4 separate regions of the Mus musculus genome follow, and regions 1, 3 and 4 are each linked to region 2. Evidence: chromatin contacts called from public Hi-C data. All regions are on one chromosome and are shown on one strand. Each heading gives the region's core, a stretch centred on a gene start, on an enhancer-like site or on the middle of the called end of the contact. The rest is flanking DNA. Distances are from core to core; before and after follow the strand shown.

Region 1 (3,805 bases), core at 449-2,948, 540 kb before region 2:
TTATGTCCTAAAGTTTAGGAGGTGAAGTGGTCACTGGGAGTGGGCTTTGAAGAATGACTATTATGGAAAATGCTGGAAGATAACAAGTGTTGGTTAGAATGTGGGAAGGGAGGGACCTCTGTATGTTGTTGCTAGGAAAGTAAATAAATGAGTGCAGTCATTAAGGAAAACAGGGGGTACTGGTTAGTTCATATTGTTCTTCCACCTATAGGGTTGCAGACCCCTTCAGCTCCTTGGGTACTTTCTCTAGCTCCTAAGATGAGGATCTTAAAGCCCACACCCAGTGACACACTTCCTCCAACAAGGCCACACCTCCAAATAGTGCCAATTCCTGGATCAAGCATATTCAAAACACCACAGAGAGGTTCCTAGTACCTTAACCCTCAGGAAATGCATACTCACCCTGAAAATCCCTTCCCACTCTCCAAGGTTTATATAGCCCTTATTCACCCCAAGTAAAATATATGTGCAAGCCATTTCAATAAATTCTGTCTAAAAGAGCTGTAACACTGAAATCCTTGTAGAAGGCCCCCTCTCCCCAGCCAAACCCACAGACCAAGAGCCTGCTGACGTACTGAACCACAACATTGGTTAAAGGTATAGAATTAGAGCTAGAAAAAGGAAGTGAATTTTTAAGAGATTAGTTAATAATGATACATTGTATTCTTCAAAAATGTAAAGAGTGTGGGTGTTATATGGTTTTACCATGGGAGTAATAACCACGTGAGGTGGTGTGTTTGTTAATTAGCATTGTTGTATCTCTGTGTGTATATACTTAAGAATAAGTTGTACATGATAAAATCATATGCTATCTGCCAATTTTAGAAGTGTGTTTAAAGGACTGGAGGGATGGCACAGTGGTTAAGAGCATTTGCTGCTCTTGTAGAGGACTGGAATTTGGTTCCCAGAACTCACATGGTGGCTTATAACTGCCTGTAACTCCAGTTCAAGGGGATCCAATGCCCTCTTCTGGCTTCCCTTGGTACCAGGCATGCATATGGTGCACATGGGGACATTCAGGCTAAGCAGTCATATACATAAAATAAAAGTAAATGCATTTTTAAGAAAGAAAGAATGAAGTCCCACTGAGGGTAGGGAGTTGTTTGGTTTGGTTAATGTTTTTAGGGCTGGGGTGGTGGCTCACTGTTCAGCACATTGTTCTTGAAGAGGGTACAGCTCCGGTTCTCAGCACCCATGTTGGGTGCCTCACAGCTGCCTGCAACTCCAGCTCCATGGGATCTAGTCTCTTCTGGCTTCTGTGGACACCTGCTGTGGTGTATACACACACACACACACACACACACACACACACACACACCAAACAAATTTTAAAAGGAAGGAAATTGAAATTAAAAAAAAGAAAAAAAAAGGAAGTAAGAAAGGAAAGGGAGGAATCAAATAAGAGAGGTGAGAAAAGGAGAAAAACAGGAAACAAGACTCTTGAAATAAAGGGGAAGAGGAAACGATACAAGAGTGTGTGTGTGCTGGGGCGTTGTAAAGTAAATGAACAGATAGGGGAACCCAGACAAGTGGGAATTTTGACTTATACAAAAAAGGAAGTGAGAAATGTAAAGCGTCTGAGGGTGAAGAGAAATCTGGGTGTGAGCCATGGGAAAAGGGAAGTGAGAACTGAGAGAGGGGGAGATCCGGTACAGTGGACACTCAGAGTACAGCGGATACAGAGGGTACAGCGGGTGGGAAAAGGGAAGTGAGAAGTGAGAACTGAGAGAGGGGTGATCCGGTACAGCGGACACTCAGGGTACAGCGGGTGGGAAAAGGGAAGTGAGAACTGAGGGGAAATTTGGTACATCGCTTAGGGCGGGTGCGGTGGGTGGGAGACGGGAAGTGAGAAATGTTAAAGCTATGGGGGAGGCAAGGAAGCCAGGTGTGAGCCATGGGAAAAGGGAAGTGAGAACTGAGAAATGAGAAAGGGGGTTATCCTGTACGGTGGGTATGGCCAGTATGGAGGATGGGAAAGGGGAAGTGAGGATGTAAGATAAATAAGGGGGAATCCAGATAAGCCAGAAATCTGAAATTTAAAAAAAAAAAAAAAGAGGAAATGAGAAATGTGAGAAAGGAAACAAACCAGATGAAAAAGGGAAGCAGGACAGAGGAGCGGCAGAGAGGCCTTGGCAGGAGAAAAGTTCCCAGGCCAGAGATATGCCACACTCCACTCACGTTGGCCTGGACCTGAACCTACGTGCTCCAGGGCCAGTTCTTTATGGGAGGAGACTGACAGCACTTAGGTAACTGTGAATTGCTACCTTAGAAATAGGATTTTAAGAAGTGAAAAAGAGGAAGAGGAAGTGGAGGAAGAGGAGGAAGGGAAGGGAGGAGAGGAGGGAAAGGAAGAGAAGGAAGGAGGCAGGGAAAGACAGGAGGAGGAAGCTAGAAAGTGTGAGTTGACAGAGCAGAGCAGTTGGTCAATGTAGAATTTTTAACCTGCCTTCCAGTACTCTTCAGCGTTTGGGGGGGGGGGTGGTTCAGGGTGGAGGGAGGCATTGTTCTCTTGCAGGAGTAAGCCACTAGTAGAATTCTGAAGAGTTTGAAAACAAAGCATATTGGTGTGATTAGTTGAAATCTTTTGGTTAAAAATGAAATAACCATTTGTCAATGTTTTATCAACAATGAAGACAATACCCAAAATTGTATGTGTGACCTCAAAGCTAATGTGATATATTGATAATATGATATAATGTGATATATTGAAATTATTCTGAGTAAGAGATACATTGTTACTTTTTTCCTCTTCAATGATCTGTGCTTTTAATTTTAAGGGAACTAATTTTCCCATGTAATGATGTCATTGCAAATTAAAACACTTTTTTCTTCTTTCTCTCCCTTCTCTCCTCCTCTTCCTCTGCAACAGGGTTACATGATGGAAACCAGAATCTCAGACCTGAAATGTGACACAGATGTGTTTGTAACCTTTGAAGGTGACAATGTGGTCATGCTTCAGGTAAGGGTTAGGACACAGTTATTCATTTTAAACAGCACACTTTTCAAGACCAAGAATTATCCAAAAAATCTGAAGTGTTTTGTACATTTTATCTTTATCTGATACCTTCATTTAATTGGCAGGTGTTTTCCTGTTAGGCAGTTGAACAGGGGATTGGGGTATTTGTCTTTTAGGTCATCTTTGATGTTTAAATATGTCTTTGTAGTTTTAGAAAACCACTAGCATGTACTAAGTCAGATTTTTATACTAGCAAAGCTATTCCAATAGAGTATTCAGGCCCTGAAGATAAAACGTGAAAAACAGAATGCTAAACTCCAAAGTATGGGGTGGCCAGTCAACACAGAAATGCATATTAGGACAAATTGGGACTCATTGTTGGCGAAAGTAGAAGAGGGTTTGCATGTTGCTATAGGACTATGTGTAATTCTACCCCAGGACTCTACCCTAATAATCATAAATATGGAATAAAAAACACTGAAGCAATACATTCTCACCACTACATAATTTATTATAGCAATAAGTATCAATAGCAAAATGATTATGTAAATCGTACTCTGACCACTCAGTGGGGAATTATATATCACCTTTAAAATTGTACTTGCAAGCAGTTCTGCTTCTAACAGAAATGTAAAACGTATGGTAAGTAAAATGATATGAAATTGCACACAAGATATAATTGTTGTGTTTTTAAGAGAATAACAGAGGCTGGACGACTCAGGGCATAAAGTGCTTGCTACACAGCTGTGGTCACTCAGGTTTAGAGCCTCGGAATCCATATAAAAAGCTGGGCAGTTGTGACAGCTGCCTGTAGTCCCAGCACACGGGAGACAGATCTGACTTCCATGG
Region 2 (3,800 bases), core at 400-2,899:
TGTAATGACTCTGTCAATGGAGCTGAATTTCAGCTCACACTTTCTTCCTTGTATTTTCTGTGTTGGATGCATTTTTTTTTGTTTACTTTTGCCCTTATGAAAACCTTTTTTTAAAAAGTCCAAGTGTAAAACCTCTCCTCAAGGGTTCCCCATCCAGCTACAATGTGTCCAGAGCTAAAGCAAAGGAAAAGGGAGAAGGCCTCCTCTGCCCTGGGAGACCAGCGCTGTGGTTGGGAGAGATGGACAGCCTGTGTCAGGGGCCTGGCTTGCAGGGCAGAGGCTAGAGATGGATGCTACCAGTGGATCTCAAGGTTTCTGAACGTTTCTAGAAGGTAAGCTAAGCAAGAAGTTGGTTTGGGTATGTCATTTTTGTTGAACTAAAAATGGACGGCATGGCACGTCACTCTCTACTTCTTTTCTCACGAGTTAGAAAATTGCATGGTGTATGCTTGCAATGTTTTCTGGGAAGGTCTGGATGTGGTAACAGGAGTAAGGCCAGGCTCGGGCTCAGCCTCAGCCGTGGGAAGAGGCAAGGTGCACACATGACTCCCGCAACCAAAACACAGCACAAGAGGTTCTGGGAACTGAAACCACAGGTGAGTCAGCACATGGGAGAGGGAACAGGACAGGGCACGTGAGTAAATCCTCACCCCAGCCCAGCACTTAAGGAGAATGTTCAAAGCAGGAGGCGGGGGAGGGTCCCATCCCAGGTAGGAGGTGCTGGGCCAGGTCACAAGAACCCTTAGGCGAGTCCTAACCACCACTCATCCACTGGCAGGGCTGCATTGCCCAGCTCAGGCAAGCTTTAACTCAGAAGGAGCCCATTACGGCTTGAACTCAAAATGTCCCACACAGGTTCAAGTGTTTGAACACTTGATCCCCAGCTGGTAGCATTGTTCCGGAGGAAGGTTGTAGAGCCTAGGAGGTAGAGCCTTCCTGGAGGAAGTGATTCACTGGTGGGGGGACCCACTCACTTCCTGACTACTCTCTGCTACAGGGCTGCCAAGACAGTGTGGTGTGTCTCCTCAGATTCCTGTTGATGGACTGTGTCCCTTATTAAACCATGAACCACAATAAATGCTTCACTCCCAAAACTGCCTTGTCAGGTATTTTGCCAGAGCAGTAAGAAAGGTAACTACACTGGGCACAAGCTGGCTTCATTTAGGACTCTGAAATATCTGACCCCCATATAGAACCAGCCAGTGGAGGCCCCACCCCAGAAGTTCTTGCTCAACAGACAGACACATCTATCATCGATGTGTTTGTGAAGTCCAGCAACTGATCCAAATCAGTTCCCTCATAGTAAACACTGCACTTAAAGGATTTAAAGGAAATCTCTGTGTAACCAACAAGGAGAAGGGGCCCACTAAGCCTGCTTCCCTCTGAGAAGGAGAAGTAGGTCAAGGCTACGCCCTATCCAGGGATGTGAATGACTCCTGAGCCCGTCTGGTGCTGAGCTAATTCTGTAAGAATGAATTCATCTCATACCCAGCAACCTGGTAACTTGCTTCCTATTGTTATCCCTCCTGAGGAACCCTAGCTTCAGAGAGCTTTAGAACTTCAATCATGGTCAGAGCTAGAATCTGAGTGTTGGCAGCTTTTTCGGAACTTTTCACAACCCCATTGTCCTGAAATGTCTCAGGAGACTGCCACACCCTAACATCCGGGGAATTCCACAAGGGTCAGATCCCTGGGCTTAGCACAGAGTGATCCAAGCTAGGGTGGCATCTCAACAAGAGGTTTATTCATTCTAAAATGCGGGAGATGTGGCTGGGCCATGCATACTAGGAGCATTTGTAGGCTCTCTCTGCCAACATGCCAACCAAGCCTCATGCAGGTTTGGTGAAAGGCAAGAATCAACAATTTTCCAGCCATGCGACAGCTGCTTGGGGGAAGGTAGGCCATGGGATGGCAAGGGTAGGACACACTATTTCCCACTGTCTGGCCTCAACTTGCCCATAGTACAGAAGGCTAGATGCTACTTAGGTTTGGAAGATGGGGCCAAAGCAACAAGTATATGTTAAAAACCAGGGTGTCCTGGCCCCCCATCTCTGTTTTTAACCTGTATAGCCCGTGACTAGGCAGTCTCACGAAGACCTGCTAGCAGCTGTCTCCTGTGGCCCCAGCCATCTTTCTTTTTCTTTTTTCTTTTTTTTTTTTTTATTACGTATTTTCTTCAATTACATTTCCAATGCTATCCCAAAAGTCCCCCCCCCCCACTCCCCTACCCACCCATTCCCATTTTTTGGCCCTGGCATTCCCCTGTACTGGGGTATATAACGATTGCCTGACCAATGGGCCTCTCTTTCCAGTGATGGCCGACTAGGTCATCTTTTGATACATATGCAGCTAGAGTCAAGAGCTCTGGGGTACTGGTTAGTTCATAATGTTGTTCCACCTATAGGGTTGCAGTTCCCTTTAGCTCCTTGGGTACTTTCTCTAACTCCTCCATTGGGGGCCCTGTGATCCATCCAATAGTTGACTGTGAGCATCCACTTCTGTGTTTGCTAGGCCCCGGCCTAGTCTCACAAGGGACAGCTATATCACCGTCCTTGCAACAAAGGCTTGCTAGTGTATGCAATGGTGTCATCGCTTGGAGGCTAATTATGGGATGGATCCCTGGATATGGCAGTCTCTAGATGGACCATCCTTTTGTCTCAGCTCCAAACTTTGTCTCTGTAACTCCTTCCATGGGTGACCCAGCCATCTTTCAAGGCTGGCGTTGTTCCCACTTACACCCTGAGAGTTGGCAACCCTGGTGACTCCTGCTAAAGAGTCATAGCTGCAAGTCTCTAAGGAAGAAGTGTAGATGGCAGGAGACAGGCCCTTCTCCAAGATACAGGCTCTTCTTGGCCCAGGTTCACAGGCCCTTTTCAGGTTCTGTAGCCCATGCATTTTCATTGGTGGGTGTGACACTCTTGCTGGGTTCTCAGAGCAGCCATCTCTGGTTTGGTACATGAGTGTTAGGGGAAAGAGAAAGGCCATTAAGTTATGGCTCCCTTCTGGCTCTCCAGGAGAGGGAAATGAGACGCTGCAGTCACAGTGCACAGAGAGCATGAACCTGTTGCCAGCTGTGAGCTTGCTCTCAGCAGTTTTTGGTACAAGGGCCATCTTGGATGTCAGAGTCAGGCTCTCAATGGCACCCTCCTCCATAGAGCATACACTAGCCTGCTGCTAACTATATTTTATATTCATACTTCTGATTTCTTTTCTAAATTCTTTAAGTATTCAAGCGAAAGTAAGTCTTTCCAGGGGCCACATGAAAGTCTGCATAGATGTGCAAAGGCATGTGTACGCCGCAGGTGTGTTTTCCCACTACCCAGCTGTTCTAAGAGAATCCCAGCTGACTCTAACCCCCGCTGTCCAGAGGAAGGGGTGTCAAGCAGGTAGAAGAGAAGCCAAGGGAGGCTGAACCCAGGATGACAGGACCAGGGCGGGGGGGGGGGGCCAATGACAAGGCTACCCCATTGTTGTCAGAGCAGTGAAGAAGAGGGTGCTGACTGTACCCCCAGATCTGTGTTCCGGAACTGCTCAGATCTTGTTGCCTTCGCCTCCATTATCCCCTTGCTATCGTCTTAGGAATTAATTACCCGATTGCTCCAGGCAGAATACGGGAGCTGGAAGAAGGCCGCAGGCAGTTTGCAGACGCCTGCAGAGCAAGACAAGCCATGTTTGATGCTGAAGAACAGACGAGTCCTTAGAGGATGGATTCTGATGTCCAGTGCTTATTTCGTTCTGACTACATCAAGAGTGGCCAGTCCTCTGACAGAACTCACCTATGAGGCATCTGCCAGCATCCA
Region 3 (3,652 bases), core at 1,064-3,563, 590 kb before region 2:
GCACAAGGATCTGAGTTCAGATTCCCAGAAGCCACCTTTCGCCAGGCATGGTGGTATATAGGTGGTATATATGTGTAACTCCAGTTCTGGGGGCATAGAATTAGGCAGAGCCCAAGGGCTTGTGGCTATTCAGCCTGAGCACAGCACCCAGCTCTGGTTAAGTGAGAAAACTTGTCTCAAAACATAAGTTGAAAACAGAGGACCTGATGCCTGCCTCTGGCCTCTACATGCATACACATGGGCAAGCATACCTATACATGTGTGCTGCACACACGCATATACCACATACAAGTATGCATACACACATGCATGCTTTGTTTTATAAAATATTTGCACTCTAAGTCTTAAATCTAGGAGTGTTCCCCCAAAAGAGGAGAAACAGAAAGGGTTGGACTGAAGGCTCTCTGAGCGGTTGGGCTATCTCTGTGAAGTCATATGGGAATGGGATGTATGTGTCCCACTGAGGGCTCTCACCTGATCCCTTGACTGTAACCTGAAATTGAATTATTAACAATTCTCAGTGGACATGGGAGTGTGTCTGGGCCCCAGCTTCTGTCTGCAGAGGTCAAGCACCTCAACCCTGAAGGAGGCAAGTTTCTCTTCTCCCTTCTGGCTGCAGAAATGCCTGTGAACTACCTAGCACCCTGAGCTTATACTCCAAGATATCTCAGAGTCAAGGACAGAGGCTCAGCCACATAGGATTTTCTCCTTCAGGGTGACTGGATGTCATTCACAGCAGACTGATGCAATGATGCTTCGGAGCAGGAAACATGGGAAGCAATTATCTTTTTAGTAGGTCACTGGCCTCCTTTGGGAGAAGAGACCAGAGGGAGAGTAGAGAAGGCAGGCAGTGTAGTCCCCCCCAAGAGGCTGCGCCTGCAGAAGCTGCCTTGGTGATTAATAGCCGTGTCACTTTCTGCGAATGTTGCTTCAAGCGGCCGTGTTCACAATTGAGTGGGGATGAAATACAACAACCAAAAATAAATGTTTCCTCTATTCCTTAGTTGTTGCCAGAGCCCAGAAATAGCGTTTCAGATCTATAATCTTAAATGGCATCATTCGCAGTTCTCTCTGAGCCCTGGATTGATTTTCACGTGGATATCAGCGTGCATACATACTCGGCTCTTTGTTTTTGTTTTTTTTTTAAAGATCATGAGAAAGCTAAGTGACTTGGATTCTTTTTCTTTGGAGGGAGTGCTGAAATGAGAATTGTTTTTATAGAGAAAAATATACCCTTTACATGTATTTTTAACAAAAAATAGTAACCCAGTGGAGGAAAGACAGGAAGAATATTGTGTCCATATAGATCATATTCTGGAACAATAAAAACGTCTGGCAGGCAGTAATTGCTGGCCAGCTGCAGGGATTACAGCCCTGTGAGCTGTGTTCAGGGCAGCATGCCAGGATGCTGGCAACCAGGGAAGGAGCCTTCAGTGTGCCCGACTGGGTCCATAAACATGATGCTGAGTGCAGAATAGCCAGTCAAGGTTGCCATGTGGGCTATGACTTCTCTGACCAGTGTCTTGATATCCCCTGTCTCTGCTGCCTCTCTTGCAGCCAGACAACAAGCTTGGGGATAATGGTGGCAGTCTTAGGGCTGACCTCTGGTAGCATCTCTGAGCACAAAAGCCATTAATCTTTATTGTCACATTTCCCACCTCTACAGCCAGATAGAACATCAGACAGGTCAGAAGCCAGTGGAAACTCCCTTTTGGTGCTTTGGGACTGTCAGCATCTGAGGCCAGAGGGAAGGAGTTGTGGACCCTGCTTTCTGCTCATCCACTGATTTGGGGTTTTTTTTTTTTTCTGTTCTCATAGAAGAAAGTCAGGGTATGGCTGTTGGCATGAGGTGGGTTCCTCTCTTCTCCTCTCTCATTCTTCTCATTAATTTCTATCCTAACTGACTACCCATGTTCCCTTGTCAAAGTTATTTCTCTGTAACAACTATTAATAAGCAGACATTCCAGAAAAACAACACAAAACACTAGCATCAGTCGGGAGGTAGAGGGTGCCAGCAGAAAGCATGGACTAAGCAGGCTAAGCAGGCTAAGCAGATTAGGAATGACTCGTTGGATGCTTTGGGAGGCTTCTGATATTGGCAGGGGGCTCTCCTTGGTCTGACACTACCTTGGTGTCACCTGGGGTGACCTGTGCAGGGTAACAGTGGCCTACATTGTGATAGCCTCGTGAAGGAGGTATTGGGGCCTCTGAATTTGTTAGCTTGCATTTGGAAGATGTTGTCATGGGGACATCATTTGCTATCTTTAGGAATGAGCTCACCCTGGGAGGCGGGGCAAACACTCCAGGATCAAGCAAGGCTCCAGTGGAGAAGCATCAGGAGCAGTCAGTTAGTAGAGACACATGCAGTGTCAGGCTGCAAGGGAGAGACATTGGCACTGGAGGGATCACAGGAAGATTACTGAGGGCATTCTAGGGAGAAGCAACTTTGCTTTTATTGGTTTGTTTCTGTTTGGGTTTTGGAAGGGATATGTTAGAGAGAGGGAGAAATATCAGAAAAGTCTCAGTTGGGGAGGGGGATGTGTCTTAGTTAGGGTTTTATTGCTGTGACATCATGACCATGCAACTCTTATTAAAAAAAATTAATTGAGGCTGGCTGATAGTTTCAGAGGTTTAGTCCATTATCATGGCAGGAAGCATGGCAGTGTGCAGGCAGACACGGTGCTAGAGGAGCTGAGAATTCTGCATCTTGATCCACAGGCAGCAGCAGGATACTGTCTTCCACACTGAGTGTAGCTTGAGCATAGGAAATCTCAAAGCCCACTCTCACAGTAACATACTTCCTTCAAGGCAAGACCTACTCCGACAAGGCCACACCTCCTGATAGTGTCACTCCCTATGAGCTAACCATGCAAACACATGAGTTGATGGGGACCTTGCCAATTTGTCTTAGTTTGGGTCTTTGTAGAGACACCATGAACATAGCAACTTGAATAAAGGCAAACATTTAATTGGTGCTGGCCTACAGTTTCAGAGATCCAGTCCATTATTGGCATGGCCGGAAACACGGCAGCATGCGGGCAGGCATGGTGCTGCAGGGAGCTGAGAGTTCTACATTTTGATGTGAAGGCAGCAGAGAGAGACTGTGAGCCACACTGGGCATAGCTTGAGCATAGGAGACCTTAAAGCTCACCCCAACAGTGACACACTTCCTCCAGGAATACCACACTTACTCCAACAAGGCCATGCCTCCTAATAGTACCCACTCCCTATGGGCCTATGGGGGCCAATTACATTTAAAGAACCACACTATTCAAACTACCATTCCAGCTTCTAGCCCCCATAAGCTTGTAGCCATAACATAATGCAAAATGCATTTAGTCCATCTTCAAAAGTTCCCATAGCCTATCACAGTCTCAACAATGTTTAAAACTCCAAAGTTCAAAGCCTCTTCTGAGATTCATGCAATCTCTTAACTGTAATCCTTTAAAATCAAAATTGCACACTTTACCAGATCACATACTTCCAACATATAATAGCACAGGATATACATTACTGTTTCAAAAGATATGGAAGAGAGCATAGTAGGGAACTTCTGGACCAAAGCAAGACCAAAACCAGCTGGACAAACTCCAGCCTCTGCATCAGATCTCCAACTCCTTTCAGCTTTGTTGACAGCAACACATTTCTTTTT
Region 4 (3,606 bases), core at 959-3,458, 570 kb before region 2:
GCTTGGTCTTTCTGGCTACTGACCCCTCCACACCCCCATCCCTATTCTAAAGCTGTCTAAGCTTATTTAAGTTATCTCATGAAGACAAAAGATGCTTCAATGGTCAGGAAATCCCATGGGATTTAGGATATTTGCATCAAGAACTAGTGTCAGAGACCAAATATTAGGACAAAGTGTGTTCCAAGCACCCCACTGTTCAGGAAATCACAGGTTTTAGGAGACATGTGCTGGAGGTAGAGACCCAATATCCACTTGTCTCATTACTCTAAGAACTCTGTGCCAGGACCAGGGGGAAAAGCATGCTAAGTGTGTACTTCTTATTGTATCAGAGGCATTGCCACCTGCACACGGGGTGAAGGTGGGGTGTGGCACAACCAAGGACACCAGAAAAGGCATGAGTCTAAATGAGGGAGCATAGGAGGACAGAATCGATGAGGAAAAACTGGACTTAGACTGGAGAGAAGGATGAATCAGTGCTGTGCAGAACTGTCTGTGGTAGGCTCTCCCAGGTACCCACATGTGCCTGGGATTGTATCCACAGAGACAGAGCCTCAGCACACGGCTAGGAATGCAGCAGACCCTCCACAGTGTCTGCTATTCTCATGAAAGGTTTTCATGAATGCTCTTTTGCAAAGGAGAAGCGGAGACTGGACTGAGTGGCAGCTAGAGCTGGGGCTGAGTTCTTCACTAGGTCCCTCTGTCCTAAGGCTGACTAGGGTGTGCAGCATGCAAAGTGGCTAAGGACTAAGCAGTGACCACTTGATAGACAGGTGGACAGATGGACTAATGGACTGAGGGGAGTGAGTGGGTGTCCTGTGTATCTATTTTCTCTCATTCTTAGAACTTGAGATTGATTCATAAAACTTGTCCCCTTTCACCTTTCTGTGCGTTATTTTACTTCAGACAATTAAAGGATTTTGGAGTGTGTGTGCTTGTTCGTGTGTGTGCATGTAGAAGCCAGTGGTTGATGTTGGCTGCCTTCCTCAATCACCTTTTGTTAATGAGTTAAATTTCCTTTTGACACTTTTGATGGCTATGATACATCTAATTATTCTTACCCTTGCTGTCTTCTGTCTCCCGTCCATTACTGTCCATTCTGCCTCTTTCCTACAAACCCCTTTTCTACCTTTGTATCTTTTGTTTTGTTTTGTGACCCACTGAGTTTAAGCAAGGCTACCTGTAAAACTGTGGTTGCAGAACTATCCTTTAGAGCCCAGAAGGTATACAACTGAAGGCCATGATTTCTTCTTCCCCAACACCCATCAACAGCCAATAGTTTCCCCAGGGAGGGGGAGACCCTCTGAGTCCTTCCCATCCATGGATGACTGCTAAAAAACCCAGCTTTGTTCAGGCCCAGTGCAGGGGATCTCTGCTGCGGTGCGTTCATGAATTCTCTGTCACACTCAGAAAACAGTGTTTTGTAGCTCTTCTCTCCAACATTTGGCTCTTATACTCTTTCTCCCACCTCTTCTGGATAATCCCTGAGCCTGGATACATGATATAAATATTTAGGGCTGCATGCTCATCAGTCATAGCTAGAACAGCCATGTATCTCTTTCACTGCAAAGAGAAGCTTCTCTGATCCAGGCTTAGGGTGGTATATATCTATGCATATAAATGTAAATATTTAGAAGATAGTATTATGTGATGTCAACTTATGAAAACAGCAGCAGTGAGTCCTCCCGTCCCCACCCCAGGGCCTATGACCTTCTAGCCATGACTTTCTAAACAGGTTTAAAGTACCAATCATGAATTCTCTTCTTTGGCCTTAAGTCTATTCAGGTATCTGTCATTTACTCCTGTAACAGTCATGCCCCTATTGTTCCAGGGATTGCACTTGGCATGGCGGGTTGGAATTATGGCTTCAACTTTTCTCCTCTGGCAGCTTCTAGCACCTTCTAGCCAGCAGGAGGCATGCTAGCCAGGAGAAAGGGGGCTTCCAGTTAAGTTCCAGCTTCATTTCTCTATGTCCTGCCACCCACGTTTGTCCCACCTTATTTCTGGAGACTAGGTCTTTCTCTGAATATGGAGATCACTGATTTGGTAGACAGGCTGGTCAGTAAACTCCAGAAATCTACTTGCCTCTCCAGGGCTGGAATCACAGGGGCATTCACCACCCGCAGCTTTCTGCATGGGTGATGGGGATCTAAAGTTAGGTTCTCATGCTTGGACAGCAGACATTTACTGACTGAGTCATCATGACTTTTTATGGAGAAGTTGCCAGCCTTGGCCGTATGTCAGTCATATCCAAAGCACGAGTGCCCCACTGGCAGCTCCTTTGAGGGGATGACAAATGTGATGTCATGTCTAGTATGGGAGCAGGAAACTTGAAAAATTACATAGTGTGCTAAGATAGGAACCGTTCTGGCAATAATCTTTGCTGCTTCTCTCTTATCACCAGCAATCCTCCTAACCTTTGAGGCACTCCTCTTAACTTCTGGCTTTCATGTCTGGCACTAGTACTCAGCATGAGTGTTATCTAGGGAGGGCATGTTATTTCCTCAGTGAAACAATTTTTTTTAAAGATTTATTTATTTATTATATGTAGGTACACTGTAGCTGTCTTCAGACATTCCAGAAGAGGGAGTCAGATCTCCTTATGGATGGTTGTGAGCCACCATGTGGTTGCTGGGATTTGAACTCAGGACCTTCAGAAGAGCAGTTGGGTGCTTTTACACGCTGAGCCATCTCACCAGCCCCAACAATTTTTTTTATATATTTTTTCTTTATTTACATTTCAAATGTTATCCCATTTCCTTGTTTCCCCTCCAAAAAACCCTTATCCTTTCCTCCCCCTCCCCCTGCTCACCAACCCACCCACTCCCACTTCCTGATCCTGGCATTCCCCTACACTGGGGCATTGAGCTGGCACAGGACCAAGGGTCTCTTCTCCCATTGATGCTCCACAGGCCATCCTCTGCTACATATGCGGCTAGAGCCATAGGTCCCTTCATGTGTTCTCTTTGGTTGGTGGTTTGGTCCCTGGGAGCTCTGGGGGAATCTGATTGGTTCATATTGTTGTTCTTCCTATGGGGAAAACCCCTTCAGCTCCTTGGTTCCTTTCTCTAGCTCCACCATTGGGGACCCTGTGCTCAATCCAATGGTTGGCTGAGAGCATCCATCTCTATATTTGTCAGGCACTGGTGGAGCCTCTCAGGAGACAGCTATATCAGGCTCCTGACAGCAAGCACTTGTTGGTATCCACTATAGGGGTATGGGTTTGGTGACTGTATATGGGATGGATCCCCACCCCCTTCAGTGAAGCAATTTTAAAACCACATGCATTATGTTTCTTTTCCCAATTGCAAAAGCAATGCATCCTTTCTGTATATACCCACTGTAGATGTTTTTTGAAAATAAGAAAAGCACAGAGAAGGAAGGAAATAGATGCTACACCTGTGCTTCTAAGCAATGACACGTTTCTAAGCCACATTCTTTCTATGCACTGGTGTGTTTAAAGTTTTATAAGTTCTTGCCCCTGAGGCAGTAAGGACAATACTTCAGATTTCACGTATGCAGCAGTGTTAGTGTCTGGTAACATTTATGATGTATGTGTAACATAATTTAACTAACCAACTATGGTGGTTTGAAGATGTTTGGCCCATG

Evidence for each region. Hi-C and Micro-C count contacts between places; a contact is called where the count stands out from the background.
Region 1: a contact with region 2 is called in a Hi-C map of bone marrow-derived macrophages, with 19 read pairs. The contact joins two enhancer-like sites. A contact is called at or near these places in 2 of 484 Hi-C or Micro-C datasets (bone marrow-derived macrophages and nephron progenitors) and 1 of 9 other capture datasets (embryonic stem cells).
Region 3: a Hi-C map of bone marrow-derived macrophages shows a contact between it and region 2, with 16 read pairs. The contact joins two enhancer-like sites. A contact is called at or near these places in 1 of 484 Hi-C or Micro-C datasets (bone marrow-derived macrophages) and 2 of 115 datasets of contacts at active chromatin or transcription factors (epiblast stem cells and stem cell-derived neural progenitor cells).
Region 4: a Hi-C map of bone marrow-derived macrophages shows a contact between it and region 2, with 18 read pairs. The contact joins two enhancer-like sites. A contact is called at or near these places in 2 of 484 Hi-C or Micro-C datasets (CD8 T cells and bone marrow-derived macrophages), 1 of 115 datasets of contacts at active chromatin or transcription factors (epiblast stem cells) and 1 of 9 other capture datasets (embryonic stem cells).

Annotation. Positions count from the first base shown.
Region 1 is chr2:128,007,208-128,011,012 of GRCm38.p6, forward strand. Acoxl (acyl-Coenzyme A oxidase-like) reads left to right here. Exons shown (of 18, transcript NM_028765.3): 12 at 2,870-2,959. Among named protein-coding and RNA genes, the nearest start is that of Bcl2l11, 120 kb to the right of the region's middle. Within about 2 kb of position 1,699, at least 89 of the 459 cell types and tissues checked have an H3K27ac peak or open chromatin away from gene starts, as enhancers often do. A contact at or near this core is called in bone marrow-derived macrophages, where this site is marked.
Region 2 is chr2:128,551,637-128,555,436 of GRCm38.p6, forward strand. No RefSeq gene overlaps it. Among named protein-coding and RNA genes, the nearest start is that of Gm39928, 3.8 kb to the left of the region's middle. Within about 2 kb of position 1,650, at least 26 of the 459 cell types and tissues checked have an H3K27ac peak or open chromatin away from gene starts, as enhancers often do. A contact at or near this core is called in bone marrow-derived macrophages, where this site is marked.
Region 3 is chr2:127,959,973-127,963,624 of GRCm38.p6, forward strand. The region is part of intron 9 of Acoxl (acyl-Coenzyme A oxidase-like); the gene reads left to right. Among named protein-coding and RNA genes, the nearest start is that of Acoxl, 110 kb to the left of the region's middle. Within about 2 kb of position 2,314, at least 52 of the 459 cell types and tissues checked have an H3K27ac peak or open chromatin away from gene starts, as enhancers often do. A contact at or near this core is called in bone marrow-derived macrophages, where this site is marked.
Region 4 is chr2:127,981,258-127,984,863 of GRCm38.p6, forward strand. The region is part of intron 11 of Acoxl (acyl-Coenzyme A oxidase-like); the gene reads left to right. Among named protein-coding and RNA genes, the nearest start is that of Acoxl, 130 kb to the left of the region's middle. Within about 2 kb of position 2,209, at least 2 of the 459 cell types and tissues checked have an H3K27ac peak or open chromatin away from gene starts, as enhancers often do. A contact at or near this core is called in bone marrow-derived macrophages, where this site is marked.